Linked DNA regions of Gossypium hirsutum: regions 1 and 3 are each linked to region 2. The links are chromatin contacts, called in public Hi-C maps. All regions are on one chromosome and are shown on one strand. Each heading gives the region's core, a stretch centred on a gene start, on an enhancer-like site or on the middle of the called end of the contact. The rest is flanking DNA. Distances are from core to core; before and after follow the strand shown. Region 1 has its middle 30 kb from the start of LOC107896696. Region 2 holds the start of LOC107896694 (midnolin homolog). Region 3 has its middle 24 kb from the start of LOC107895516.

The links. Hi-C and Micro-C count contacts between places; a contact is called where the count stands out from the background.
Region 1: a Hi-C map of leaf shows a contact between it and region 2, with 1.8 times the contacts expected there. The contact joins the enhancer-like site here to the promoter of LOC107896694 in region 2. A contact is called at or near these places in 5 of 34 Hi-C or Micro-C datasets (hypocotyl and leaf).
Region 3: a Hi-C map of leaf shows a contact between it and region 2, with 3 times the contacts expected there. The contact joins the enhancer-like site here to the promoter of LOC107896694 in region 2. A contact is called at or near these places in 2 of 34 Hi-C or Micro-C datasets (leaf and seedling).

The regions. Positions count from the first base shown.
Region 1 is chrA10:96,881,835-96,885,418 of Gossypium_hirsutum_v2.1, forward strand. No RefSeq gene overlaps it. Among protein-coding and RNA genes, the nearest start is that of LOC107896696, 30 kb to the right of the region's middle. Within about 2 kb of position 2,192, at least 2 of the 9 cell types and tissues checked have an H3K27ac peak or open chromatin away from gene starts, as enhancers often do. A contact at or near this core is called in leaf, where this site is marked.
Region 2 is chrA10:96,657,941-96,661,656 of Gossypium_hirsutum_v2.1, forward strand. It overlaps LOC107896694 (midnolin homolog), which reads right to left and starts at 1,279. Exons shown (of 1, transcript XM_016821926.2): 1 at 1-1,279. The coding sequence starts at 779.
Region 3 is chrA10:96,806,019-96,809,747 of Gossypium_hirsutum_v2.1, forward strand. No RefSeq gene overlaps it. Among protein-coding and RNA genes, the nearest start is that of LOC107895516, 24 kb to the right of the region's middle. Within about 2 kb of position 2,438, at least 1 of the 9 cell types and tissues checked has an H3K27ac peak or open chromatin away from gene starts, as enhancers often do. A contact at or near this core is called in leaf, where this site is marked.

The sequences.
Region 1 (3,584 bases), core at 942-3,441, 220 kb after region 2:
TTTTTTGTTTAAAATATTATTTATTTGTATTGTTAAAAAATTAACGTAGCTGGTAAAACAATTAGACATTGATACGTAACATATTATGTATATTTCATGCTGATATATAATAATCAATTTTTAAGAGTAAAAATAAAATAAATTATTAATAAAAAGATTAATTTATTTCTTAATTTAACATATAATTATTATTTTATTTATTATTAAATAGAAAAAATAAAATATAATCCGATGTAGAGTTTTCAATGCAGCTATTTATTTTTAATGTAATACATTTTAAAATAGGTTTAGAGGGCACCATTTCCAAACAATTTGATAGACAAAAAGTCATCAATGTTGTTTACATTCAAAGGGTATTGTTCACTAACGTGCATGCGTGTTGTTTTCCTTTTATTTTGTCATAACATAATCGTACAAAACTGTTTTCTTTAATAAAAAAGTTTTAACTCAATTAATTAAATTATTTTACATAATTTTTAATTAAAAATCCAAATATTATGATTTAATCCATATTTATAGAATTTATTTTTACCACTTCAATTAAAATTTTATTTTAATATATTTATACATTTTAAGAAAGTAAATATCATTATAAACAATTTAAATATTTTTAATATTTTTAATTTAATATATTTAGCTATTTAATTTTTTTTACTCTCAAATAAAATAAAATTTAAATTTAAATTTTGTACATGTTATATATATATATATTTTATTAGTTTCAAACTTTACATTTGATTAATTTTTATATATATTATTTTTAAATACCTATTTATACTATAAATAAGTGATTTTCATGAATTTATAATATTAATAATTCATAATATGTATATATATTATACATTTATATATCAATTTGTATCGTGTTTTAAATTTTTTTTCATCAAATATCAAATTAATATCATATCCGGTATTGTTTCAATCATAAGTTAGGAGTACAAAAGGATGATACAGAGCGAGACAAAAGTAGCCTAGCGTTTTTTTCTTCATAATTACTTTCAATCTGGTCATAAGAATATTAATATATATTTGTGTTTCACACTTTTTTAATTTGATATTTTTGTTTTTAAGTTTAAAATAGTATCTGTATTTAACAAAAAAAATTATATATTTTAATGTCTAAAGATAATTGTGTTAATTGCTTAGTATTTACTTTAGATTTTAGAGTTAATTTTATAAAAGTTAATTATTACTATTGTTATGTTTAAATTTTCATGCTTTTGCTTTTTGGATTTTAGGATTGATTTTATCAAATTTAATTGTTAATATTATAAATTAATTATAAATTTTCATCAAATCAATCCTAAATTCTAATTAAAATTTTAAAATTAACATTGTCACATTTAAGTACTAAAATATATAATTTTTATCAAATACCAGTATCACATAGTATAAAAAAAATATAGATACCACGTTAAAAAATATTAAACTCATACACCAAAATGATTTATTAAGCCATATATTGGATAAACATATACTTTTTTTATGAAGAAAAACTATTAAAATTATAATGGCTTTGTAATTTTTGTTTTGTACAAATACAAATGTTCTCATTCATTTTACAGTTTGAGTTTAATCCTATTTGGAGAGCCAAGAATGATATTTAGGTAAAGCTCTTCTAATAATATCAATTCCAAGATTCAAACTTAGTCCAAATACTTAGAGAAGAAATCTACTTCCACTTCTTCCAACCACTTATTGGCAATGAGTTTACATTTTATACATAAAGAATTAACAAAAAAAAAAAGTAGTTCAATAATTGATATGTAAAAAATTAGCAAAAAAAAAGTAATTCAAGTTTATATGCTTACTAACAATTAGACCAATTTTTCAAATTTCATAAAATTCAAGGATTAAATTAAAAATAATTAATTTATCTATTTTCATAAAATAAAATAAAAATTAAAAATAGCAAATTTAAGACTTACATAGTGATGAATGAAGCATGAACAAATCATGGCTTAAAATAAGGGAGAAATAAAACAAAAAGAGAAATGGAATGCATATAATATGGAGATGGTGATTGAAGTGTGGAGTAGTGAGAAAGGGATGGATCTTTGATTGTTAAACAATTTGTATAAGATCTGTTTGGTTTAGAATATTAGTGTTTAAGAGCGGTGCCTTAGTAATTAATATTATCATAAGGAGAAGATATAATTCAGAATGGAGTGGGAACGAAGGGTTTTGGGGTGGGGGACCATTCTCACTTTTAGGGCGCATTTCATACTTTTACGGCACAAATTTAATGCACCACCATGCTATTTAATGCAAAACTTCTTTTTTTTTTTAATTCCAACATTCAAATGGTTTCTTTATTTGCATGGACAGGTGAGCAATAACAGCAAAGCACTATAATATTTGTCCTTTTCTTCAAGGAATAATACATACACTATATAAAGGATTCACTGAAAATAATTTTGTTAAATATTCTGATTATGAATAAAATTAGTAACTGAATTGAATTATGAATAACATTTTGAGTTGCTATTCTATCAAGAAAATTTGTAATTTTTTTTCTTTTTTGAAGGAATAAATGATGTTCGGTAATTCGTTGTAGCAGATTAAACTATTTTCCGTACTTAATGAGCTTGTAGGAAAGCAATTTAGTTATGTTTTTGTTTTTGTTTAGTTTTCACTTTTAGTATATAGATAATAAAAATAATAATTTGAGTTATTTATATTACCTTGGGGGCCAAAGTAGGCCTAAAGGTAGACTAATATGTTCGGTGAGTGTGTAGGACACCAGTCGCAGGTATAAGGACAGGAGACTACCTGCGATGTTGCAACACGGAGCTTGGATGTCATAACACAGTAAATAAAGTATCCAAAAGGAGCAGTCTTCCTTTGATGTCACAGCACAGGCTAGAATGTGTCGTGACATCGATATGACGAGGACACTTAATGAGCCAAGGGTGTTTCCATCTTCACAATGACCCTTAATGCAATATTGTCAGTCGAATTAGGCCAATGATTAGCGGCCAACCCTAGGTCTATAAATAGAGTTGTTCTGGACACTTTAGGGACAAATTTTACTTAGTTTTATTTTCACTTTCAGTTGTAATTTAGATTTTCTTCTAGTTTTAGTTTTTCTTTTAGTTTTCTATTTTGTTCTTCACGAGGATCGGATTGTAGTATCATCAACTCGTCAACGGATTATTGTTCGCACGTTTATAATTATATCAAGATTTTTCTTATCTTTGTTTTTTTTATCTATTCTTAATGTTTATATTTTCCATCAATTGCATTGTGTTTGTTAAATCCATAGGGAACTAATCTGGTAAGGGAGATTAACGAGTGGATGTGGGATTAATTAACGGCTATGTAGGGTTTCTTAGCGGACCAGCTCATTGGGATAGGAAAAACTTAAAACTCTAGGCTTGACGACCCTAAAAAGTTATACAGGTGGGAATAAACTCGAAATCGATATTGTTATCCGTGAAAACCTTACCCCAATCCGGTCTGGAATATGACTTTAAGAGATAAGTAATTATTGTTGACACATTAGGTTAGTGGAAGGCCGAGAGGCTCTGTTAGGTTAATGACTAGTTGATTTAATAGAACCCAAAATAGGAGTTAATTATGAA
Region 2 (3,716 bases), core at 29-2,528:
GATGAACCCAAGCTTTTCTCCTTTGGCTTTACATTCACGACCGCACTTGAGGATGAAGGTCCCCCCATTGTTGTTGCTGTTGAGACAGTGACTGCCGGTGGTGCTATTGAAGCAACCTTGTCTGGTTTTTTGGAACTATGGCTCTTGGAAGAAAGATAGAGAAATGACCAAAAACCACTTCTTTTTCTGGGACTGAAGCCTCCACCATTATCTACTTCACCATCCAAGAACCGGCCTCTCCTGGGAGCTGTAGTTGACTTGCTTCTCTTCAAAGCAATATTAGCATGATGATGGTGGTGGTGGTGATGATGATGATCTGATGATGCCACCATGATCTTCTTTTTCTTCTTTGCCAAAAGGAAAGGGATCCTGGCCCGCCTTGTATAACATTCTTCATAATGACTGTTATTATTGCCACTATCAAGCCTAGTTTTTGTTATGGGACGAACAGACATAGACAGTGAAGAAGCGGAAAAAGTGGCAACACCACCACCACCACCACTAACGCCACCATTTCCGCCACAACTAGTAGCAATGGCACCAGTATCAGATCTAAAAGAAGGCGGGGAAGAAGAAAAAGAAGGTGAAGCACGAATCGGTAAAGGAAAAGAAGAAGAAACCAACTTGCCTAGCTTCTCTTGAAGGCAAAAAGCACAAATCCCACCAGGGTTATTTCTATAAGGATGATTACTGCATTGCATACCATCTCCCATATCTTCTTCAACACCAACACCAACACCAACTCTACCTCCTCCTCCACCTTTGATTCCTTCCATCATGTTAAACTAACTGGGAAGGCAAAAATATCTAGAAAATCTTTGATCCTTGTAACTGGTATTGCTCTCTTTTCACATCAAAGATATGGCCTTTGTTTTTGCTTTCCCACAAGTTACTCACTTTTTTCCCTGCCAAGAAAAGAGAGAGAAATGGGAAGGGGAAGATGCAAACAAAAGAAGGGAAACAGAGAGTCAGAGAGTGTAATTGAGTGGGGAAAAAAAATATGGCATTGAAGAGGGGGAGGGGGGAGAGAGTCCCCAGGAGCACGTGGAACACTGACTTGCCTACACATTAAACAAAGTGATATTATCATATAAACCATACACAAGCTAAACCCTAATCCCTTTTTTAGCTTTCATCAACCCCCCGCCTATCACCTTCCCACAGGAATCTACTAACCAAAGCACTCTCTTCTGACTCCTCACTTTAGCTCCTGGGAAGGGTTTTTCCTTTTAACTCCATTGCTTCGCTTTGCCCTTTGCTCTTCTTCTTTATATTTTTTTATATATAATATATATTAGAATTTAGAAGAAGAAAATATGCTTCTTCTTTGTAGATGGATGGATTAGAGTAGATTCCTTCTTTTTCTGCCATTGCATTATGAAATTCGCTTTGTTTTTTATCTCTAAATATATTACTGCTTACTTGGCTTTTTCTTTCCTGATAAAAATCAATTATTAGTTTCTTATAACTTATTTATATATAATACTTGAAAATATAAAAAATTATTAGACTCCATAGAAAAGGGTTTCGTATAACGAGGGATGAGGGTAAAATTATAATAGAGGATACTGTATTAATAATAAGATTGTATTTAATTTTTTATTTAAAAAACGAGTTAATTATTGTTTGTACGATAGATTAAATACTATTAAAAATTTTATTTATTCTTATTATTAAAAATATAGAATAATTAAATAATTGCATGTGATGTGTCATGTATTTCATTTTAACATACAATTAATAATTAGCTTTAATAGTAAAAAATAGATGGAATTTTTAACCAAAATGATTAATTTACTTTCTGCTCTAATATAAAAAAGTTAATTTATTTATTTTTAAATAATAAAAGTAAAATATTATCAACTCTTAATACAAATATCTCTATAATATTTTTATTAAGACGATGGCCACTTAATAAAATTTATATCATCTGAGATTTTTTATTTTAAATGCATATGGTGGAGTGAGGTATTTGTGATAACCTACCCGATTTTTAAAGTTACTAATTTATTCGTTATAATATTTTATTTTTTAGTATATGTACTAGAAATACAAACTAAAATCATATATATGTTAATAAGTTATATATAATTATTTTATACATGACCTAAACAATTACATGTATTCATGAACACATTATAAATATATGGTTTTATACTATTAAAAATTTTGAAAAAAATCATTAGAAAAAGAAGGTAGAGTTGTGTGGATTAATATAAATAGATTTTGGTTATAATTAACCAAAAAATTTATTTAGAAAGGTTGAGATAAAATTATAAAATAAGTAAAAATTTGTATTAAAAATGTTTAAACTAAATTATTAATAATTTAAAAAGATTTAAATTATAATTTTGACATAATTAGTTTGTGAAGGGCCCTCTCCTTCTCGGGTTCATTTGCTCGTCCCAATTTATTTTGCTTTGTTAATTGGAAAAAATTAAATTAATGGAATGGAATTAAGTTAAATAGTGATAGGAGTTAACAATAAGTGGAGAACAAAGAAAAAGATTGTGAAAATTTGGTTGAAGAGGGAAGAGCGACAGCAATGGAAGAAAAGGGCCAGAGTGAGTGACCCCCCACAATGTTGTATCCACCAACCTCCTTTTCCCACTCATTTGTTCAACACATCAACTCTTGCTGCTGCATGCGCCTTCTTATCCCTAAACTATTTACCATTTATTATGATATTTTCACTTCAATTATTTGATATTGAGTGCTAATCAAAAGGTTAAAACAATTAATTTTTTTAATTAAAAAAAACATGATAATTGTTGGATTGGTGCACAATATGTTAAAAACATTTGTGGATCCCATGTTCCATTTTTTGCTCAATACGCTATGATCTTCGACACCTACTTTTCACAAAACTTTATGATATAATATGACACTTTATACTTCAACTATCAATTGTCCTCTTTCTTTTTGCATTTTTATGAAACTCGTATTTTATTTAAAAGTTAGAAATAAACAAATAAATTGAATGCTACTAATATTTTTCTTCCATTTTGACTAATATACTTGAAATTGAAGAGATTTATTGTCTCCCTTTAATCGAGTTCTAATTCAACTCTTCTTCATTTCAAAGCATATAAAATCTAAGAATAATACTTGATTGGATTTGAACACCAAAACGTCATAATTTTTTAATATTTTTATCATTTCAACTACTTTTATAAATATATATTTTCAATCCTTAATCTACTATATATGACCATGTGTACATATGGATAATTCTAGACTGGCTATTCAATTCTTTATCATGAATTAGTTAAGACCCAATTTCATAAATTCCATGTCTAAGTCACAATTCCAAACCACCACTGCGTTTAGCATTAAATATAAAAAGAAAAAAAAAAAGAGAGAGGAGGGAAGTTCAGTGCTTTATAAATCGACAATTAATTTGTATTTTAACAGAATTCAATTTAATACAGTTGGATATTTATTTCTTACTCAATGAAACTCTTGAAGCAGCCATTGGATGAAGAGGCACATGGAGGTACACACTGTTTTTGTCTCATTTGACCCCGTGAAGAGTTGAATATGTAGCAAAGTATAAAAAGGAAAGTGCATATATTATATGTATGCATGCATGTTGGATTTTTGCATTTATCAAAACGAGCAAAAGTCTTCCTCTCTTTGATATTACGTTTTTGTCATCCTTGTAAAATATTTTCTTAATATTTAGCGTGATATTTTATTTTTGATTGATTTTGATA
Region 3 (3,729 bases), core at 1,188-3,687, 150 kb after region 2:
CCTGACCAAAAATTCTAGAAAAAAATATGTAGTTGGGCATATGAGTCTAGTTTCAGGGAAAAATCACGAAACTGATTTTCAAGTTGTGAAACTCAAGATATGATTTTTAAAGCGACTAGTATGCAGATTGGGAAGTGTCTGGGAAATATTTTTATAAAGGGTTTGAAGTCTGTTAACACCTCGTGTTCGACTCCGGTGTCGGTCTCGGGTTCGGGGTGTTACATATTTTATGTTTTTACCTTACTTTTATGCAAAGTTTCAAATTAGACCTTACTTAGTTCTGAATTATTTTTAGAGCTTTCATAAACTAGATTTAAGCCTAATCTTGTATGTATAACATGTTTTAACTGAATGATTGATAATGATTGATTGTTTTCAAGAATTTGAATTAAAACTACTTGCTCATGTTCTATTTTTTTACTGTAACATCCATAACCCTAATCTAGAGAGGGAGACGGGTGAGGTGTGTTACACTCTTTCAACCATCCATCACACACCAATATCACCAATCACCTAACTACCTACAAGCATGATTCATAGCAACCTATATTTCAAATATTATTTCATATGTTTATATACATTTCAACCATTTCCATACATGCAATTAACAACAAAGTATTAACCATTCATACTATACTTCCATATATTTAATATAGGTACACATTTATCAACTTCCCAGAATCAACATTCCGATCATATCAAAATATAATAAAGACTCTACTAGCTACGTGCTCTTTAATATACTATCACGATTTATATTCATCATTCTCAATTCAACATTAATTTTCAATTTATCATGTAACGTAACATACTTTAATCCCATTTCTATTAATAGCTTTCCTTAATACTCTTTAATACAATATATCACGAATATGCATTAACTATAATTAGTTTCAGGTTATAGAAATACAGATTGAAAGCTTACATAACTCGTCGTCGATTATTGCTTCCCTTCCTCTTTGACGATCCCACGTCAGTTTCAGATGCAAGGGCTGAATACCTTTAAGCCAAAACAATGTCTTCTCCTTGTTCTTCTTCTTAGAATCGGTGGAAGAGAAGAAAAATAATGATGGCAACCTTATTTTTTTATATTTTATGGTTATTTCTCTAATTATAAATTTTTTAATTTTATTTTATCAAACCCTCCAACCGAGAGTGCAATAGCATATAAAATGGCCTAATTTTCATTTTGAACTATGGTTTACTTACCACTATAGTCCTTTAGCAATTAAAAATCTATAGAGATTAACTTTTCCCATTTTTACAATTTAGTCATCGTACCTTAATTAACTATCCGATTGACAAAATTAAAAGACCAAAATTTAATTAAACTTTATATTAACCTCATAAATATTAAATAATAATATTTACAGACTCAATCATCGAAAATGAGGTTCCAAAATTGCATTTTTTAATACAGCTAATTTTAGGATCATTACACTTGTACCTTAACTAACTATCAACTAAACAAAATTACTAGACCAAATTTTAATATATTTCTATGCTAGTCTCATAAATATTAAATATCAATATTCACAACCAGTAGGGAAAAGTGGTGCTCGTCACCCATAGAGCAATTTGTGAATTCTATAATGTTCTATACTATGATTCAAATTTTGTCGAAAATACTAATTTAACATACTTTAAGGAAATAGATATGAAAAATGTAGTAAATTATTTAACCAAAGGTAAGTGTGAATGGAAGCACCGACCAGGCACTAATGTCCCAACACCATTTAATCAAGCAATTATGTTTCCTATAGCAAAGATGTGGATACAATTTCTGTGTACTCGAATTACACCTGCTTTAAATGTGTCTGACGTCAATACTTTTTGTGCTGTGTTGTTATATGCAATTTTGCAGAAAAAACATGTTTGTATCGGTACATGGATCTACGAGAACATGAAATACTATATTAATGGCCAAAAAGTTGGGGTTTTTTTCCCTCACTTAGTAACAACATTATGCAAGAAGGCGGGAGTTCCAACTACAACAACTGAACAGTTTATGAATCTGACCAAGAGTCTAATTAAGGACTCAATATAAACTAAATATACTAAGCTTCAAAGGAAGCAGATTGAATACACCAAAAGAGAATATGGATATCCCAACATTGTTGAAAATAAGAAAACTACAAAAGCTCAGGAAGGCCAAGAGCTGAGCAACATCTCAGACTTAGAGTAGGTGATATGGTGGATGCAGGAGATGGGGTCGGTTGGACAGTAATTTGCAAGGCAAAATGGTAAGGGAATACCAAATACGACGCAATGCAATCTCACCTTGAGAAGAACGACAATGATGAGGAAGAGAATGAAAATGAGGAAGAAGAGGTGGATGACATGGAGCATGATTTCCTAAATGATTATGACTATGAGGAGACATTCCAACCGAAGAGGCCCTCGAACATAGGCTCAGTCATTCGAAGCCCAACATGACAAGCCCACTCATCGTGTGGAGGCTCATCTTGATCACATGTATCGGGCAAAGGGAAAGCTCCAATAGAGAGGTGACAACCACCAAATTTTGATAATTAAACTCATTTGTTCTTTTATTTTGGAAGACTGTAAACAATTAACTTAGATGATTTTAAACTTTTGCTTTAGATTAGGAATAGGTAAATAATTATTATTATATATATAGATGTTAACATAAGATTTCTATGCAGGAACCCTATATGAGGATAGCACTACAATTAGGAGCTTAAAAAAAAGTAAGAGAGGAGAAACCCAAAATACGACTGGAGCAACTTCAATAAAAAGCGAGTAACTTCCTTCTTTTATACATTAGGGTTGCACATTAGGAACAATATGCTACCTAAAGTGTGGGGGATAACATAGGAAATTTACGCTCTTATTTTTATTTTTATTTTTATTTTTCTACTTTATTTTAATTAATATTTATTGTCTAATGTGTGCTTAAGCTAGTAGAAATACAAGTGATTAGTTAGGAGCGTGTATATAGGTTGGTTGTATTTGCTGTAAATTTGATATGAAGTAGGTGATTTTAAATTATTAATTGTTAGACTAATTAGTTTTATATATTACACTATAAATATACATTAAGTAATTGAGTGTACCAAATGATAGGGGAAAATACAGGGAAACAAACATGCTAGTATGGACAATAGATGATTGAAGTACCTAGGGTTGACCTAAGGCATTTTTTGGTGTAAATATAAAGCCAAAAAGCTAACCTTATTTATCATTCTTTAGTACCTGTATTTGAGCCAGAAATTATTTCTTGTGGAAAACCTTCATACAAAACACTGAGCCAAAACATAAATTGTACTTATCTTTTTTTCCTTGGTCCTTGAAATGCATGAACTTAGACGTTCGACCATACATATTGAGGGATAGGTAGATACATAAAGGTGGTTTTGAAAAATCAAAGTGAAATAGGAAGAAAAAATATGATATAATAATTATAGGTTAGACAAAAGTGTGCAAAAATGAAAAATTCAAAAAAAAAGGTAAAATGAGAAGAAAAAGTACAAAAAGAAACAAAAGCATTATGAGTGAGAAAAAAGTAAAAAGTAAAGTGACAAAAAACAATACGTCAAAAAGTTAGAAAAACACAGTCATTAGTGCACCAAAACTCGTTAAGTTGGCCATAATTGCTACTATTACATTGTATCTTCCTACATGGAGAGATAACGAAGGTGAGAGAAAGAGATAAAAAGTTGTAAACGAGAAGAGGATATTTAAGGAGGTGAATAGGGTACAATACGA